Linked DNA regions of Mus musculus: regions 2 and 3 are each linked to region 1. A link is a contact called in public promoter capture Hi-C data. All regions are on one chromosome and are shown on one strand. The core of a region is the stretch at or near the end of the contact, and the rest is flanking DNA. Distances in the headings are between cores, read along the strand shown.

The links. Promoter capture Hi-C pulls out the DNA fragments that hold promoters and counts their contacts.
Region 2: a promoter capture Hi-C map of hematopoietic stem and progenitor cells shows a contact between it and region 1. The contact joins the promoter of Mpc1 here to the enhancer-like site in region 1. A contact is called at or near these places in 5 of 39 promoter capture datasets (the C10 cell line, hematopoietic stem and progenitor cells, neutrophils and 1 more), 5 of 115 datasets of contacts at active chromatin or transcription factors (effector CD8 T cells, memory CD8 T cells, regulatory T cells and 2 more) and 1 of 9 other capture datasets (liver).
Region 3: a promoter capture Hi-C map of hematopoietic stem and progenitor cells shows a contact between it and region 1, with 2.2 times the contacts expected there. The contact joins the promoter of 4930506C21Rik here to the enhancer-like site in region 1. A contact is called at or near these places in 3 of 39 promoter capture datasets (the HPC-7 cell line, hematopoietic stem and progenitor cells and neutrophils), 1 of 484 Hi-C or Micro-C datasets (regulatory T cells) and 6 of 115 datasets of contacts at active chromatin or transcription factors (bone marrow-derived macrophages, embryonic limb bud, memory CD8 T cells and 3 more).

What each region holds. Positions count from the first base shown.
Region 1 is chr17:7,880,342-7,883,045 of GRCm38.p6, forward strand. All of the region lies in intron 5 of Gm1604a (predicted gene 1604A), which reads right to left. Among named protein-coding and RNA genes, the nearest start is that of Tagap, 44 kb to the right of the region's middle. Within about 2 kb of position 1,325, at least 9 of the 459 cell types and tissues checked have an H3K27ac peak or open chromatin away from gene starts, as enhancers often do. A contact at or near this core is called in hematopoietic stem and progenitor cells and neutrophils, where this site is marked.
Region 2 is chr17:8,282,492-8,285,277 of GRCm38.p6, forward strand. It overlaps Mpc1 (mitochondrial pyruvate carrier 1), which reads left to right and starts at 1,296. Exons shown (of 5, transcript NM_018819.5): 1 at 1,296-1,470. The coding sequence starts at 1,400.
Region 3 is chr17:8,309,718-8,312,417 of GRCm38.p6, forward strand. 4930506C21Rik (RIKEN cDNA 4930506C21 gene) reads right to left here and starts at 1,401. Exons shown (of 5, transcript NR_073374.1): 1 at 1,300-1,401. Sft2d1 (SFT2 domain containing 1) reads left to right here and starts at 1,386. Exons shown (of 8, transcript NM_134114.2): 1 at 1,386-1,568. The coding sequence starts at 1,506.

The DNA.
Region 1 (2,704 bases), core at 75-2,574:
AGTTTACAAAGAGTTACAAAAAGTTACAAAGGCTGTGAGCTCACACAACATGAATTTGAACAATTTACATCAGTTGCTGCTGTTGGCCAAAACACCGGATGCCTGTTCAGTTGCCACTTTAGAACAATTCCTGACGCTGACTTATTAAAAGGGTTCCAAAAGAAATCTTAGGGCTTCCCAGAAAGTAGACCTGAGGAACATTCCAACCGTAAAATGTTTCCACTTCATGTTAGACTCTGTACGAAGCCCTTCATTTCCCACGGTTCTGGTGAAAATTCCCACGAGGTCGGAAGTGAGAGCCCATTGCTCTGCTGTTAAACCCGTAGACTCGAGGAGAAAGACCACTGAGCTAAATGATCATGGCCAAATTAATTAAAGCAAGCTTTTTTACATCTGTATACACAGCTGTCTCTTTCTCACTAAAGTTGGGGTTCAAGAGATTAGCACTGGACATAGGTAAAATAGGGGTTTGTATAGTTCAGGAGTGGGGGGGGGTCCAAATGGGGGATTTGGCAGGCAAATGGGTGAGGTCACAGAAGCAGAACATAAGTATAACAGGTCATAACATAATACGGAGAAATGTTTCCAAGGTGGTCACAACAACATGGTTATAACAACGTCGTCATAATAATCTTTGGGAACGAAGGCATGGCTGCCATTTCCTGGAACAGGCGGTACATAACCCTTTGTAGTGAGAATCAGACATTTGGGCAGGAGAATGATGGCTCAGCCGTTAAAGGATAGGCTCACAACCAAAAATATAAGAGAAACAGACATTTAATTTTAAACAGCAATGAACCTGGTTTGTCTTTACTCTAAAATGGCTTTCAAGCCCAAGATGCAAGCAGTCTGGTTTATCATCTGCCACCATCAAGCCTAGAAGCAAGCCCGCCAGCTCCATCTACACTAAAGGGAGAGAAACACAGATTCAACTTCCAAGAGACCAGCAGAGCGAGTATGGGAAGGCTGAGACCAGGACCCCTCAACAGTTACCTTCCCTGAGTTTGTCAAAGTCATGGGATAACAGAGGGCCGTGAACTTGTATTCGCATCTGTTGTGGTATGAAGGACCCAAGAAGGCTTCCATTCCTCCACAAGCTCTCTGGGTCTCTGCTCCTGAATGATGACACTGGTCATGCGACCCAACTGTTTAAGACCTGTGTAGTGGGCCTCTGTCTACTGAGCACTCTTCTGGGTACAGGCGATGAGAAAGAGAATCCTCGTCGGATAGCGCTCGTCTTGTAGCACAAGGAAACGGTAAGCTTAAATCACCTAGCGTATCAGAAACAGCTGTATGCCATGCAGCAGGAAAGGAAGGTTGGGAAGAGGAACTGACAGTTGCTGGGGGGCGGGGGCAGGGGGGGCTGTTGCAACCTTAAGCAGTGCAACCTGTGGGGGCCTTGTTGCAAAGGGACATTTTGAGCAAAGGTGTAGTGTACCAAACAGACTCCTGGGGCACAATTCCTGTTAGAACAAACACCAAGAGCAGAAGCCCAAAGTGTGAGCGTGCCTGCAATGCTGCGGGAGCTGCAGAGAGCTAGCAGGGCCGGGAAGAGAGAGCTAAGAGCCAGCAGGGGCAGGAAGAGAGAAAGTAAAGGCAAAAGGGTGGGAGACATAAGCAGGAGTCCGATGTCAGATCAAACTGGGCCTCCTTTGGCCTGCTTGTTTTGTTGAGTGAGTTAGGAAGCCACCAAAAAGGATACAGAGACAAGTCTGCTATGTGTATGGGAAACATCACTCTGGCTTGCAGGGATGCAAGGGAGACAGACGCTTAGGGCAGAGAGAACTGTGTGACGGCAACTGCAGGAAAGCAACCTGGGAAACGGCAGCTAAAGGTGGTGACCTGTTGCTGGATTCTGAACGAATATATCTGGCGCGGATGGCTATCTGCTGAAAGAGTGCGCTGTTGGAGAGAAAGGGACATCCGGGATGATCAAAATGTTCTGGCCCAAGGAACCGGGGGGTGGATTGGCCATCGATAGAGATGAGACTGAGGTAGAAGGTTCTGGAACTCTCAAATCAGCAGTTTGGCTTTGGGTGTGTTGACCAGAGATGACGCTGAGCTTCTGAGAAAAGGCCACTCACGTGTGCCATCATGTGTGATGTAGCAGGTGCTAGGTAGGTCTATATCTGAGCGGATGGATTTGGATCATATCGACAACCGCGTTGAAGAATGAACTTGGGTTCATTCTGGGCTGTCTGTCACAGGAAGTAAAAAATTGGCATTAAGTTTAATTAATCAGCCTTAAGTAATTTTTCTTGATGTTGCTAGATGGATGGAAAGGGGACTCTTCATCCACAGGAGGAGACTTTCTTGGCTGTGCTGGGGAACACAAAAATTAAAGTCTTTATACATAAAAATACTTTGTAAATACACCACAACATTTTCTAGGAGTTTTTTGTTGGACGATTTTTCTATACTATATTAAGAATATTTAAACATATCTTGAGGTAGTTTTTTTTTTCAAATTTATGGAATTCTAAAGATTTTTTTTTCATTTTACAAAAATTTGCTTTGATTTGAGACCTTTTTTTATCAGAACCTAAAAAACCTATACATTTGCATATCTAAGAAAGGAATGAATTTTAAGCACTACATACAGGAAGAAATTTTGCACCTAATGGATAATAGTTAAGTCAGTATAATTTGGTTTTAGATTTTGAATAACTTTGCATTGTGCAACTACTGGTGAGGTGGTGTGTGT
Region 2 (2,786 bases), core at 46-2,545, 400 kb after region 1:
TTTTTTGCCTGGCCTTGTTTTTTGTTTTTCGTTTTTTAAATTTTGTTTGAGACAGGGTTTCTCTGAGTAGCCAGGGCTACAGAACTAGCTATATAGACACGGCTGGCCTTGAACTCAAATCCTCCTGCCTCTGCCTCTGCCTCTGCATCTTCGGTGCTGGGATCAAACTCATTTGCCACCAAGGCCCGCTTCAGGTTCGGTTTTGGTAAGGAAGAGAGTCCCCTCTATTCTCGGAAGATTGTTAGAATAAACCGGCAAAAATTAAATCTGAGAAAAGCTGCACATATTTACTATGCATAGAAGGGGAAAACCACAGAAGATTACCATTCGTTTAATAACTTTCGCCCCAAGCCCCACCCCGAGGACTCAGTGGTGACCTTGAACTTCCCACCACCCAGCCTGGTTTACGGCAGTGCTGGAGATGGAACACAGCCAGGGCTTCCGGAGCAAACCTGGCAAGAGCGCTGCAGTCCGGGCCCTGCAGACCCTTCCCTATAAGGGGAAGGTCGTCTTCAGCCTCCTTTTGGTAAACAAAGACTGACACTGGCACGAACTCAGGGGACGGGCCTTAGCGACCCTTAGCGCGGTGTGGCCTACTCGGGTGTGGCTGCGAGCAGCCTGAAGGCAGTTGTGTTCTTCACGCGATCCGGTTTACGGCGGAAGGGATTCTGTCACCTTTCCTCTCCTCAAGAGTGGTAGTGGTGACAGGAAATGTAGCCAGGCCCTTCTCATTACCTCCGGCTCAACTCTCTCTGCATTCTGCCCCCCCCCCCCCCGCCATGTCTGGGGTGTGGCTCTGAGCCTCTGCGGGTGTACAGGCTAAAGCTGCAGTATGCACGCTCCGGGCACTTATGTAACCTGTGCTTTCCACACGTGGGCAGCCACACTTCTGGAGACTGAGGCTCTTAGCTATTTTTAACTGCCTCCCTCCTCTGCACTCGGTGACTCCATCCCAAGCCGGTCGCCGCCGGTTTGCAGGATCTCACCGTCTCTGTGCAGCCGCCCGCGGGGCAAAGGGACAGGCGAGGGGTGACAGGAGCCCGACCTGCCCACCACGCCCCGCTGAGACCCCGGAAGCCTGCCCAGGACCCCCGGGCAGAGGAGTGTCACCCTCGCAGCCCCTAGCAACCGCCAGTCGTCCGGGCCGCCGGGCCCTTTTACGACGGCAGCCCCGCGGCGCGCACCGCCCCGAGGGCAGGCGGGGGGTGTGTCGACCGCGGCAGCCAATCCCGGACGCGCTCTGCGGTCTAGCGCGTTCTCATTGGTGGAGCGCCGAGCGGTCGTAAGGCTTCTCCGAGTGTCGTGAGGCGGGCGCTGGGGTGAGAGCGCCGAGGGCCTCAGCCGAGTCCACAGCGGTGTCATCTGTCTAGGTAGCGGCTTCACCGCCAACGGCACGGCCATGGCTGGAGCGCTGGTGCGCAAAGCGGCGGACTATGTCCGGAGCAAGGACTTCCGGGACTATCTCATGAGGTGAGCGTCATGGTAGGCCGTGGGGGAGCCGCCCGCTGCGGGAAAACCCTGCGGCGCCGTGCCAAGGTAGGAGAGCGGCGCACGGGTGGAACGCGCTCCTACCGGTGCCCGAGGGGACGGCGCTCCCGAGGGTACAGCAAGTGACCGAGGGGATGGCGCTCCTACCTGTGACTAGGAGGGCAGAAGGGACAGCGCTCACACCCGTGCCTGAAGGGACAGCAGGACTCAGGGGACGTAGCTCCCACCCGTGACCTAAGGGACCGCAGGTTACTGAGGGTACAGCGCTCTTGGTTAAGGCGACCTAGGGAATGGCAGGTGACAGGGAACAGCTCCAGCCCCGCGAACTGAAAGACATGGTGTGACTGGGGACCCCGCCCCAACCTGTGCCGGAGGGGACGCCTCTCCCACCCATGCCCGAGGGGACAGCGCTCCCACCCGTGACTGAGAGGACGACAAGTGACCGAGCGGACAGCGCTCCCGGGCAGGACGACCCAGGGAATGGCTGGTGACAGGGAACAGAGCTCCAGTCCTTGACTGAAAGACGCGGTGTGACTGCAGGGACGCCGCTCCGGCTCGTGACCGACCGGACGAACACCGCTCCTGGGCAGGCAGTCAGGATGCCCTTGCGTGGGTTGACGTGGGGACACTGGGTGCTACCATCCCCCTCCTCGTCTCCCGGCCCGGGACTTGGCGGGAGCGGTGCTGGAATGTGCCGGGATCCGGGTAATGGGAGCTAGAATTTGCAGCACAGAGGGCGGGGTTTTTTTTTTTTTTTGGTTTTTTGTTTGTTTTTTTGTTTGTTTGTTTTCCATTTGACGGTGCTTGGGGGAGGGGGACCGGACAATCATGTGTCGCAGCCACGCAGTGCGTCTGAGAAGAGGCATTTACTTGCAAGGTGTGTGTCCCGAGGGCTTGACATTGAGAGGTTGAAGAAGCACTTTCCAGAATTCATTTTCAGTTATAATTTCCTGGTGCCTGATTCTATTTTAAGGATCTCACAAAATTTAGAAACCGATTACAATATTTCCAAGCATAGTTTTATTTTCTTGTGATTTTAAAGTTAGATAAGTGGAGGGCTGCTTTTTAATTTTCTTCTCAGTGGTCAATACCGAGCCTGCCAGTGGTGGCATTCGCCTTTAATCCCAGCACAAGGGAGACAAGCTGGAGGATCTCTTGAGTTCAAGGCCAGCCAGTCTACAGTAGTATTGTAGTTAATAGTAAATACTTAGTGCCTTGAGTTTCTACAACTGTCTTACTCATCCGTCTTCACCATCTTGATTAATGTCTTTTCCTTTGCGAGGCGCTTCTGTTTCCCT
Region 3 (2,700 bases), core at 151-2,650, 430 kb after region 1:
TTATTATGCTCTATTTGCATGTATGCCTGCATGACAAAAGAGGTCATCAGATCCCTTTATAGGTGGTTGGAAGTCACCAAGTGGGTGCTGGGAATCAAACTCAGGGCCTCTGGAAGAGCATCCAGTGTTCTTAACCTCTGATCCATCTCTCAAGCCCTCAGTCCTTGTTTTTAATAGTTACATTTTGTTCTATATAATTAAATTTGTCAGGCAATTTACACTTCAAGACATGTGTGTTGCCCAAGGTCTCTATTCTACATAAGATCGTACTCGGCCTTAAGAATGACAGGGGCCTGGAGAGATGGGCTCAGTGGTTAAGAGCACTGGCTGCTTTTCCAGAGGATTCAGTTTCCCAGCACCCACACAGCAGCTCACAATCTTCCCTAATTCCAGTTCTAGGGAATCTGATGCCTTCTTCTGATAGCTATGGGCTGTGCATGAATATGGTACACAGACACACAGGCAAATGACAGAAGGGGGTGGGGTCACATATATATCAAATCAGAACACTAAGAGGTTAAGTCTCAGGCAAAACTGGGTTACTAAATAGCTTTCTGTCTGCAACACATTCTAGGATCGTTGTTTATTCTTGTTACTATAATTAACACCCTATCATTTGTACAAATTAATGGGTTTCACTGTGACATTAAGATCCATGTATATGTCACCAGAATTTTTAAACTGCCACTAATTATTTCAAGTACATACTGACTCCTTCAAATCGAGGTTTCAACTATATTGTGAGTACTGGCAATTTCATATATATTGAAAAACAGACTTTTCATAACTACTGTTATCAGATTTTTTAATATAGAAGTTACTATACTTCAAAGGGAAAACGTGTAGCCATATTAAAAACTATTTTATTGGACATCAAGGACGATTTTTATTGTACATTCGTTATCATCTTTGTAATCTTTCAAAGGGCAAAGGGACGGGGCTTTCGCACTTTTGTTCGTTCAGGTCTAACTCCCTGAGAACGCTGGAGCAGTTTCATCTGTAAAAGATCCCCTTCTCTAGTAATGACTGCCTTTCGCGAGGCAGTAGGATTGACAATTAACCCTTTTTTTTTTCTTGATCCAATTTTAAGGAGGAAGCTGTTAGTGAAATCGTTAAAATAAAGGCCATTTCATTACCATCTCTCCAACCCAAAACAATCGGGGCAGGACCTGTCACTCAGTGCCTGGACAGTCATGCAACTGGACACTGTTTCTCTGCACCAGGCCGGACAGACAGCTCTAACTGTGTCCCTCCCTACTGGCTGGCTGAACGATCTTGAGGATAAGAAAAGCCACTCACCAGCCCCCTGCGGGCACCCGTGGGCGCGCCGGAAGTGACGTAATCAGGCCCGCCCCAGCAGATTAAAGAGCAAGGAGGTGCGCATGCTTGAAGGAAGCGGAAGTCCGGATTTCCGGCCGGCGCTTGAAGGTGCGGATTCCGGGCTTCCGGGTGGGCGTGGGGGCCGGACGAGCTAGGGGTCGGCGGCGTGGCAAGAGGACAGGGCTATGGAGAAGCTGCGGCGCGTCTTGAGCGGCCAGGACGACGAGGAGCAAGGCCTGACGGCGCAGGTAACGTCCTCGGCCGCGGCGACAGTGGGAGAGGGGACCGCGAACCGCTCTCGGGGAGTCGGTCCCGGATCCCCGGGACTGTCCGGTCCCCGCTTCTCTGCCATGGCCTTTCTCTGCGCCCTCCCCTCCTGCACCAAGTTCCGCCGCCCCTGCAGCGAGCAGGCCTCGGGGCCAGGCTGCCTGTGGCCGGCTCATTCATTCCAGGTCTCAAGACAGATCTGGGGCTGGGGAGATGGCTCAGCGGTTAAGAGCACTGACTGCTGCTCTTCCAGAGGTCCTGAGTTCAATTCCCAGCAACCACATGGTGGCTCACAACCATCTGTAATGGGGATCTGATGCCCTTTTCTGGTGTGTCTGAAGACAGCTGCTGTGTACTCATATAAATAAATAATAAATAAATAGATCTTTAAAAAAATTAAGGCTGAGATCTGGGCGAGAGACTGGAGAGCACGGACGTGCCAAAGGTTGCCTGTGAAGTCAGCCCTCCTTAGTAATGCATGGTTTTGTTTTGTTTTGTTTAATTAACAGAGCCCTTGTTTGCTTGTGACCCAGACATGAGACTTGATAAAGACTTACTTCCTCCAGTAAGAATTAAAAATAGGCAAACAGGAACTGCTTTGTGTTTTGCACGCTAGCACATTTTGGTGTGTCTTGGCACAGACCTGGGCCTGATTTTGTATTACATGAAGATGTTTTGTTTGTTCGTTTTTCCTTTCTGACTTATTTGTTGGCAGGGCTGAGGTAGCCCGTGTTGAGACAAGTGAACTCTATATTGTATTTTGTGTTTTGTTTGTTTGTTCTTTTTGGGTTTGTTCCAAGACAAAGTCTCACTGTGTAGCCCTCACTGGCCTGGAGCTACAAAGGTCCTCCTGCCTCTGCCTCCTGAGAACTGAAATCAGTATTGTAATTGCAATACAAAAGACCTGTACATAGTCACTTCAGCAATGGCTGTAAATATGGCTTATCCACCGTGCTTGATAGTATCAACTGCTTCATGCTCCACTCTTTGTTCTAGATCTTTGCTGTAGCTATGACCACATGTAGCCACTCAAAATGTAAACAGATTAAAATGTAGAATTTATTTCCGTAGTGGTGCATGCCGTTTTTAAGTGTTGAGTAGCATGTGGCTGCT